Linked DNA regions of Pan troglodytes: region 2 is linked to region 1. A link is a contact called in public Hi-C data. All regions are on one chromosome and are shown on one strand. The core of a region is the stretch at or near the end of the contact, and the rest is flanking DNA. Distances in the headings are between cores, read along the strand shown. Region 1 overlaps NSMCE2 (NSE2 (MMS21) homolog, SMC5-SMC6 complex SUMO ligase). Region 2 has its middle 200 kb from the start of TRIB1.

What was found. A called contact is a pair of places that touch in the nucleus more often than the background predicts.
Region 2: a Hi-C map of stem cell-derived neural progenitor cells shows a contact between it and region 1, with 4 times the contacts expected there. The contact joins two enhancer-like sites. A contact is called at or near these places in 2 of 7 Hi-C or Micro-C datasets (induced pluripotent stem cells and stem cell-derived neural progenitor cells).

The regions. Positions count from the first base shown.
Region 1 is chr7:135,547,893-135,553,042 of NHGRI_mPanTro3-v2.0_pri, reverse strand. The region is part of intron 5 of NSMCE2 (NSE2 (MMS21) homolog, SMC5-SMC6 complex SUMO ligase); the gene reads right to left. Among named protein-coding and RNA genes, the nearest start is that of NSMCE2, 130 kb to the right of the region's middle. Within about 2 kb of position 3,707, at least 8 of the 24 cell types and tissues checked have an H3K27ac peak or open chromatin away from gene starts, as enhancers often do. A contact at or near this core is called in stem cell-derived neural progenitor cells, where this site is marked.
Region 2 is chr7:135,957,684-135,962,903 of NHGRI_mPanTro3-v2.0_pri, reverse strand. No RefSeq gene overlaps it. Among named protein-coding and RNA genes, the nearest start is that of TRIB1, 200 kb to the right of the region's middle. Within about 2 kb of position 1,668, at least 5 of the 24 cell types and tissues checked have an H3K27ac peak or open chromatin away from gene starts, as enhancers often do. A contact at or near this core is called in stem cell-derived neural progenitor cells, where this site is marked.

The sequences.
Region 1 (5,150 bases), core at 2,458-4,957:
GTATTACAGGTGTGAGCCACCGTGCTTATTTTATTTTATTTTATTTTATTTTATTTTATTTTATTTTTGAGACAGGGTCTCACTCTGTTGCCCAGGCTGGAGTGCACTGGCATAATCTTGGCTCACCACAGCCTTGACCTTCAGGGCTCAAACGATCCTCCCACCTCAGCCTCCTGGGTAGCTGGGAATACAGGCACACACCACCACACCTGGCTATTTCTTTTCCTTTTGTAGGGACAGGGTTTTGCCGTGTTGCCTAGGCTGGTCTTGAACTCCGGAGCTCAAGCAATCTACCCACCTCAGCCTCCCAAAGTGCTGGGATTACAGGTCGTGCCACTGCACCCCGCCTCTAAGAGTCTCTCATCGATGAACAGATTTAAAAAATGTGGTATATACATATACAATGGAATACTAGCTAGCGTTTAAAAAGAAATTCTGTCATTTGCAACAACATGGATGAACCTGGACGGCACTATGCTAGGTGAAATAAGCCAGGCACATAAAGACCAATACTGTATGATCTCACTTACACGTGGAATCTAAAACAGGCTAATTCATAGACTTTGAGAATAGCATGGTGGTTACCAGAGGTTGGGGGAAGGGGGAAGGGGGAAGGGGTTGGGAAAATGGGGAGATGTTGGCCAAACTACAATGTTTCAGTTAGATGGGAGGAGTAAGTTTTAGTGATCTATTGCACAGCACGAAAATCACATTATTAATAATGTATTTGTATACTTCAAAATTACTTAGAGGAGATTTCAAAAGTTTTCATCACAAAAAAGGAAATGAGGTGACAGATATGTCAATTAACTTGATTTAATTATTCCGCAAGGTATACATATATCAAAACACGCTGTATTCCATAAATATATATAATTATTATTTCTCAATTAAAAAATTTTTAAAAATCGTTCCTACTTTAAGGCAATGACATCCTTATACCTAATCTTTTTAAAAAGCATATGATTAATATATTTAATAATTTGCATGCCTGCTTTTTCAAGTTAAGAATGTAATTCTTGAAGGCTTATTAATTTGTCTCAAATATCCTATAGTTTCTGGCATATAATACAAATTTGACAAATGAGTATACACATAAATAAAAAGAAAGAAAGAAAACTTCCAGGCCAAATAAGGTGAATATTTATAATATAAATTCTGATTTAATGAGCTTTATTATTGAGTGCCTACCTTATGCTAGGCCCTGTGTGAAGACTTTCACATCATCTCATTTATAGGTTGAACATCCTTAATCCCAAAATCTGAAATGCTTCAAAATCCAAAACTTTCTGAATACTGACACATTGCCACATGTGGAAAATTCCACACCTAGTTGCAGTCAAAATGCAGTCAAAACTTTGTTTCATGCACGACATTATTAAAAACATTGTATAAAATTACCTTCAGGCTATTTGTGTAAGCTACATATGAAACATAAATGAATGCTGCATTTAGGCTTGGGTCTTATCCCTAATATATTTCATTATGTATATACAAATATTCCAAAACCTGAAGTCTGAAACACTTTTTGGTTTCAAGCATTTCACGTAAGTGATACGCAACCTATAATATGTCTATGGATAAGACACATCTGGCTGGGCACAGTGGCTCATGCCTGTAATCCCAGAACTTTGGGAAGCTGAGGCAGGTGGACTGCTTGAGCCCAGGAGTTCAAGACCAGCCTGGGCAACGTGGCAAAACCCTGTGTCTACAAAAAATACAAAACTTAGCCAGGCATGGTGGTACACAACTGTAATCCCAGCTACTCAGGTCTGAGGTGGGAGGATCACCTGAGTGAGGGAAGTTGAGGCTGAAGTGAGCCATGATTGCGTCACTGCACTTCAGCATGGGTGACAAAGTGAGATCTTGTCTCAATAAAAGAGATACATCTATGTAAAGGCATTAATAACACAGTGGCTACTGGGCTATTCTGAGACTCATTTAGACTATCCCCTTTAGTTTACAACCTGACATGGTTGGTTATTTAAACTTTGTTGAGCTAATTTTCAAGCCATATGAAAAACTCATTTATATGCCTTGGAAATGTAGCAGTAGAGGGTGGGTATGACCATGATATGGGGAATGCTACTGCAGGACTGGTATCCTATATTCTAGCTCTGAGGAAGGGTCATAGTATCCCTTTGGAACATAAAAAATACCTTCGAGATATTTTTAGCACCCACAGGGCCCAAGTTAGAGAAAGCCCTGCTATAAGAAATCTCTTTAACCACAGAATAAAGAACTATATATTACACACAAGACTTGGCAGCAACTCAAATTCCAAATGTTAGTTTTTCTTGCATTCATCATATATTTCATGGAAAATTTATATCGATCTCAGATCTTACTAGGAAGAAAATTCTAAGCCAGCATAAATGAATAAGTGGATTTCAATCTTCTGAAAGGGCTTTTGGGTGTGGCTGAGATAGCTAACTTTGAAAACTTAGCAACACAGGATACATTATGAGTAAGTTCTTTACTTTTTTTTTTTTTAAATAATGATGTTAACTCACCAGATCCTTCTGAAAGAGTCCTTTTATTACTTTCAATGAAGTCAAGCAGAGAACAAGTTGTAATATGAAACACAATTTATGCAACTATGTTGAAATTCTCTGACAGAGTTACATGTTCTAATGTAAGAATTTTATGGTAAAACAATTCAAATAATATCAAGAATTAGGTTAGGCTCATTTTTGTTTTAGGTTGTCACAGGAAAACTCTTTCTATACAAACCATTAAAATTCTAAGGCAAATGATAATGCCTTAATTTTTTTTAATCATGTTCCCTACAGTTTAAAATTAAACAGCTGAAACTAAACCTCATTTGAAATTATACTGTTAGGCAACTCCAAAAGCTAAACACAAAAACATGTTAAAATAAAGATTGCAACATCAAGAGAAAACCATCCTCATATATATAGTTTTAGATTCTCAGCCATTTCTGACTCCTGCCCAAATGAGATCAACTGATCCTTCATAGGTTTTCCCACAGTCAGCCAACAAGCTACTCACTATTTCTCAGCCACATGGGTTTACTCAGAGAAATGCAATACATCTAAAAAGCCAATAGAAATCCCATGGGTGGGTTTGGTCTGCCTTTCAAAACCAATGAACTTCCCATTATATAATCTTTAATAGCAAGAGGGAAGTTTACAAGTCATACACCCAACTTAACCATAAGGCAGGCTACGTTGTATGCCTCACTGTATTAGGAAAGAAGAAGAAAGAAAAAGAGCTTTCTGAATGGCATGAACCATCTTGTCCAGTAATGTCAGAAAATTAATGAATCCTACTTGATATTGACAGTACTACCAGGTTCTTTTTCACAGTGATTTTTCAGTTGGTGTGGTGTTTTCAATCAGCGAAGCCCAAAGTGTCTAAAACAAAACTTCAGTGACATTTTATTAATTCTTTATAAAATAGAGTAAGTCTTATAACCACGGGAGAATTCTGAGAATCTAGCTTTTCCAGAAAGCCCAAGAAAAATAATTCAGTTTCACCATTCTCAAATTCATTTGACTTTGAAACAAAATAAACATATTACTCTATTTAATATCGTTGCACAAGCGAATTCACAAGAATGAAATGTGTTCAGAGTTCCTAGAAAAAATGTAGCAATACAGGCTGCCAACTTGTTCAATGTCAAGCTCTAGGCAGTATAGCAGCAGCAGCAGCAGCAGTAAATGACTCAGAGTGAATCACGCTTAAGCTATTTTTGCTTTTAAAGTACTGCCAGGCACTGTGTTAATATTCAATCCAGAGTAAATTTAGCCCAACAAGAAAACAAGTGTTTCCATGGTTGCTTCTTCACAGTGTTTATGGTATATATGCAGCCATTAGGCACAGGAATCCAGCCAGATAAATTAAGTAGAAATGCTCATCTTTCATTTATATCCAGGCTTTGGAACACTGAAAGTACGAAAGTCAACTCAGGCTTTTCTTCCATCTCTTTCTGTCTATCTGCCTCCCCAGACCCCAAATAGCAAATATGTGGAGTATATTATTAATGGTTCATTTAAAAGTTTATCCCATTAAAGTAGCTTTAGTGGACTGGTGTTCAGGGATTTTATCTGGCTCTATATTAAGAATCACAAGCACTCTCATTTTTCTGATAATGTAACCACAGGGGACTAAAATGCTTAAAGTACCTAGCAAAAACTGCAGAAAATTTGGTCTGCAGAGACCAAATGGAGTCCTTATATAGTAGATGTTAAAATATTGGTTACAGGGGATAAATCACCAATATCTAACTGATTGTTTTATTGTGTTTAAAACACGTAACATAAAATTTAACACCTTAACCATTTTTAAATGTATGGTTCATTAGTGTCAAGTTTATTCATGTTGTTGCGAAACAGATCTCTAAAACTTTATCTAGTAAAACTGAAACTCTCTATACTAATTTATTTTTTACAAATCTCAACTTTTGGCCGGGCGCAGTGGCTCACACCTATAATCCTAGCACTTTGGAAGGCTGAGGCGGGTGGATCACCTGAGGTCAGGAGTTCAAGACCAGCCTGGCCAACATGGCGAAACCCCATGTCTACTAAAAATACAAAAATTAGCTGGGCATGGTGGCAGTGCCTGTAATCACAGCTACTCGGGAGGCTGAGGCATGAGAATTGCTTGAACCCAAGATGCGGAGGTTGCAGTGAGCCAAGATCGTGCCACTGCACTCCAGTCTGAGCGACAGAGCAAGACTCTGTCTCAAAAAAAAAAAAAAAAACCCTCAACTTTTCAGAATATGCTATTTTTATCCCAAATGCATGTGGAGTTTTTATATTTGAATAGCACAGTGACTTGGGGAATTGCTTCTAGAACTTTTCCCTAATTAAACCTACCTGTCTGTTTGTATGTCAGAATCCTCAGCATTATCTGTAGAATAATCTAAGCTACAGTAGACATGGTGGTTAGTATTTTGGTCAGTAAAAAATATCAGTCTGCTTTCTCAGTACAGGTTTCTAAAGTGGGATGCATGCAGCTCAGAGTACATGCAAAATCTCAGAACTTCTATTTATAATTTTTATTTTAAAAAGGAGAAAAATTAGGTTTCACTAATAATGCACATACTGATATTATGCAGAATATGTACAAACACGAATAAACAAATTATCAGGAGGCTCATATGACAGTAACAATTAAAATAGCAT
Region 2 (5,220 bases), core at 419-2,918, 410 kb before region 1:
CATGAATGACTGAGAAAGTGCTGTGAGTATTGATTTGGGGGTTGCGAGCAAATATTAGCAAGTAGGCAAATTCACAAATATAGAATCTGCAAATAAGGAAGATTAACCCTGTGTGTGGGTGTGTTTGTGTGTGTACACATCTATCTCTATATATTTATCTGTGTGTGGATATGTGTGTGTGCACTGTATTTAGAAAATATTTCAAGGTGGTCCCAGGGTCCTGGCCCACCTGCTCCTGCCCGCTCTTCCCAGGGCCGTCTAAGGAGAGGGGCACTGCAGGTGCTCAGCTGGAGGACAGAGCCCAAAGATCACTCTGAGCAGCACTGAAGCCACAGCTCACGCAACAAGCACTTGGCCCAACAGTCCTCTGAGGGCCACGTTCCAAACAGCCAACACCGCCCTCTCCCCAGAAATCGCCCCACACACATCTTGCTGGCTAAGGACAACCAAGGCCCAAAGGCTCACCCTACAGGCTCACCCCGACACCCTCCTCCCTGAAGCCCTGCCTGCCTCCCACACAAAGCACTGACCACTCCTGCCTTAGCACTTCCCCCGTGGGCCTTGTGTGACAATGCCATTCGCTCACCCATCTGCTTCCACACTGACACTGCTAGGCCCGAAAGGCAGAAACCTATTCTATTTTGTATTCCCAGCCCCTGGCTCAGCGCACAATGGCCGGGAGCTCTTGAATATTTTGAATCACTGAACGGCAGAACAGGAAGGAGTATTAAAGATCATCCACCAAGGCTACTCAAGGGAGGTCAGTAGACTAAAGGGCAACATCTGCCTCACCCGGGAGCCCCTCCCCAGACTTCCTGATCAGAATTCCTGGAGCAGGGACCCAGTAATCCATATTGTAACAAGTTTTCCAGAACGTTCATGTGCCTGCTAAGTTTTAGAAGCTCTCAGTATATTTTACTCCACTCATCCTCATACTTTTACAGATGTGAATGGTGACTTGGTGAAGGAACCTGTTTTCCCAAAGCCACACAGGTGGCTAAGGCCAGGGGCAGAACCAGAACCCATCTCCTAACCGGAGGTCCCGTATGCTCCGGAGCATCTCACAATGAGGAGGCCAACAGGTGCCCCCCACTGGAAACAGCCCTTCCCAGTCTTTCTCCACAAGACAAGCATGGTTTTCGTTTCTCTCCTCTCCTCCCCTTTCCTCTCCTCCCTTCCCCTCCCCTCCCCTCCTCTCCCACCCCCTTCTTTCTCCCTCCTCCTCCTCCTCCTCCTTTTTCTCTCCCTCCTTTCTTCTTCTGCCCCCTCATCTTGGACAAATAGCTTCAGCCATCTGAGAGCCCATTTCCTTTGAGGGTCAAATGGGAATCATCTTATCTCCCGTGGCTGGCTCAGTTGAATGCAAAAAGAATATGTGTTGCCTCCAAGCGGATGTGTTCTGTAATGGCTTGAATAGAACAATTTAGAGAAAAGGACTTGCGAAATTAAAACAGTCCACTCGCAGAGCAAGAGTCATTTTCAAACTCTTCCTCCATTAAATGGTCACCCCATCCCTATTCCCATTCCCACCACCAGCCCTCACTGCCCCCACCACCCCCTCCTTCAGCTGTGACAACAGGATTTGTTTTCCTCTGCAGTGGGCTCCGGGTTATGCATGCAAGCAACTAGGTGAATGTTCTGAGGCTGTCAGGGTTTCTCAGAATGAGTCATTTTTTCAAAAATAACAAAACCTCTCGACATCACTTGATTTCGGCATTCTCACAGGCTCTTGTAACCTCTTTTGCAATTGCATTCCAAGCACGCCTGACTTCTTTCTCAGGCCTGATGGTAAGTCCCTCTCCCAGGAGAAGGGCTTTACTAATAGAAACCAAGCCTAAGATCTACAGGTTCTGGTCCACAATGCAGTTAGGTTTCAGGTGATGGAAGGGAAATGACTGGAGGCTAAAAGGGCAGTGGGTGAAAGAGGCATAAAATCAGAGAGACTGGCCTGGCTTCCGACCCACAGAACCCACTGGACTTTGACAACCGCCCTGCCACCTTGCCTTTCATATGCTAGTGAGGACTGGCTAATAATCCCAAAAGTGATTTGCTCAACGTGTCACAGTTTTACGAAGCACATTTCACTTCCATCACCTCATTGTATGGTGAGAGCATTCAAAGCTCCCAGAAGGTTGAATGTCTTGCCCAAGCCCTTGCACTTGGTGATGATAGTCCTAGGTTATTGACCCACGCCCTTTACCAGTGGTATCTTATTTACTCTTTATTCATCAATGCTGATAGGTGGGTTATCATTCTCCTTTGTCTAGATAAGAAAAGGGAAGTTCAGAGAGGTTAAGAAACTTGTTCAAGGTTACACAGCGAGTGGTAGAGCTGGAATCAAAACCCAGGTGTCCGACCTCAAAGCCTGTGTCTTTTCCAATACACCACATGCAAATACTGATCTCAAAGAACTTTGCACATTACTCCAGTCGCACTGTGTGTAATTAACACTTTATGTACCTGTGTCTTAAAGCAAGGAAAATGGTTTATTTCTCTCTATACCCTCAGCCTACAGCTTACTAACTGACATATACACATGCAACCATTGTTGGATGAAATTAGTGATGGACTTCAACCCTGGCCCTCAGACTACAGACCTCTAGGCCTGGCCTCTGCACACACCACTGCTCCCACTCTGAAGTCCCTGGAGCCTGTGATACCCAATAAGCCCCCAGATCTCAACCTGACTCCTATACTTACTGGCCTTGGTAAAGACACCTCACCTCTCTAGGTTCCAGATTTTCTTATCCGTGTACATATTGGACAGGACATATTCAGGGGGCCCTCTAGGCTCTCACAGTTGATGGTTCTGGAAGTGTGTTAAGTTTTCTCAAGAGAACGGACCCTAGCACATTTGTTGGTTGAATTCTGTTTGTTGACAAAAAGGGTGGAGCAAAAGTCATTAACAAAGTTCACAACATTGGCCCAATGATACTCTTTGCATTTACTTTTGTCTCTATAAAATCCTTGCACAAAAGGAGAAGTGAAAGATTACAAGTCTTAATTTTGGATGCACAAAATTGTGTGTGAATAAAATATATACATATAGACTCAATGTAATTATTATTTTTGCTCCCCCTTGAATATCCATGCCAGATGTCACTTTCCTACAACTTCCACTGTCTTCCTGTCACCCCCAGGCCCAGGCAGGGTCTGTGACCCTCCACCATGCTTACCTTGGGGCACTCATCATTTCCCCATTGAAACTGTTAGGTCATTTACCTATATCCCAGGAGACTGTCAACCCACGCTTCTTTATTTCCCACCAGACTCTGCGTCTGGTGGTTCTCTATATCTCCAGCACTTCCCAGAAGGCAGCTCAGAGATGCCATGCAAGAAATAGTTGATGATGACACCAATTCACTAATACCATGCTTTTGCAGAATCCTTTGCTCTTCTTAGGGCACGTTCGCATGATAACTCTGCGAAGTGAGTGGTGTTTGTCTCCTCATGCCCATTTTACAGATGAAGGAGTGAAGATAGAATGCTGACCGACTTCTCCAACACTATATAACCATGATGCAGAAATGCCCACACTCCAATTATAAAACCAATGAGATTTAGTGGAGACCTTAAAGGTCACCTAAAACAAAACTCTTCGAACCTGCTTTTACCAAAAAAATATTTTTTATATATATAAAAAGTTATATGTTTTGTATATTTATACATAATATATATTTTTATAAATTTGTGTGCGTGTATACATACATAGATATATATATATATATAGAGAGAGAGAGAGAGAGAGAGAGAGAGAGATATTTTCTTCTCTCCCCAGTGGAATCTTACTCAAAATCACAATTTAAAAGGTGGGGGAAGGACCTGCTCTTGAGAAAGGAAAAATGGAAAAAGTAAACATCCATCAGATGAGTCCCTCAACCCACCCTCAGGAGGAAGGGAGAGAGTCCCTGCAGCCCAGCCACCTGCAGCTTCACGGCCACCACTGGAGAGCCACTGATTCGAACCGACATTCTAGAACTCTTACGTCGGCATTCTCATCGGCGTTCCTTCAGCTGTCGCATGCCACCTCTCTGCAGTTGCTTTCCTCATTCAAAAACTTTCTTGGCCACCACCGTGTGCTTAATGCTGTCAATCATGCCAAATATATTGGGTCTGGGGTCCAATGATCCACTTTGATCCCCATTTCCACTGTTTCCTGGCTAGGGACTTTGGGAAAGTCACTTAATCTCTCCTTAATCCGCGGCTGCTTCATCTGCAAAATGTCCCGAAGGCTTGGATTAAATCAAAATCAGTTGCTGCATGCACATCAACATGCTGCACATGGATCTCAGCACCTGCACATGCTCCCCAAGCACTGACTGCGTCCGCTCTTTCAGGGTTTTCCAAAGTGTGGCACATACACCACTGGAAGGACATGAAGTTATCATTCTCCCTTATCTAAATGGGAAAACCAAAGTTCAGAGAGGTTAAGAAACTTATCCAAGGTTACACAGTGAGTGGCAGAGCTGGAATCAAAACCCAAGTGTCCAGCCTCAAAGCCTGTGTCTTTTCCAACACACCACATGCAAATACTGATCTCAAGGCACTTTACACATTACTCCAGTTGCACTGTGTGTAATTAACACTTTATGTATCTGTATCCTTACATTTCTTTAGGATGCACACAATTTTTTATTTTCATAATCACATATTTATATTTACAGTAACTTGTTGTTACTCACAAGGGAGTTGGGCTTACATTTACAACAGAGAAGTTTCTGGTAAATATAGAGAGGGTGTGGGTGGCCTTGCTCTGTCACTCTGGCTGGAGTGCAGTTGTGTGATCATGGTTCACTGCAGCCTCCACTTCCTGGGGCCAAGTGATCCTCCCACCTCATCCTCCTTGAGTAGCTGGGACCACAGGTGTGCACCACCATGCCTGGCTAATGTTTTAAATTTTTTGTTCAGATGGGGGTCTTCCTATGTTGCCCAGACTGATCTCGAACTCCTGAGCCCAAGCAATCCTCCCACCTCAGCCTCCCAAAGTGCTGGGATTATAGGCATGAGCCACCATGCCAAGCCAAAGATATGTATTTAAGAATGAAAATGTGGGTTGACTTCAATTATCTGGGAAGCAATGTTACAAATGGGAGACAGGTTAGCCAGCATCGTGAGAGAGCACCTGAATGACAGAGTTCAGGAAACTCCAAGAATCAGAGAGTTACAGGCACAGAGGAGCACAGTGAGGGGAGGGTGGGTGGGGCGGCAGCCTTGTGTGCA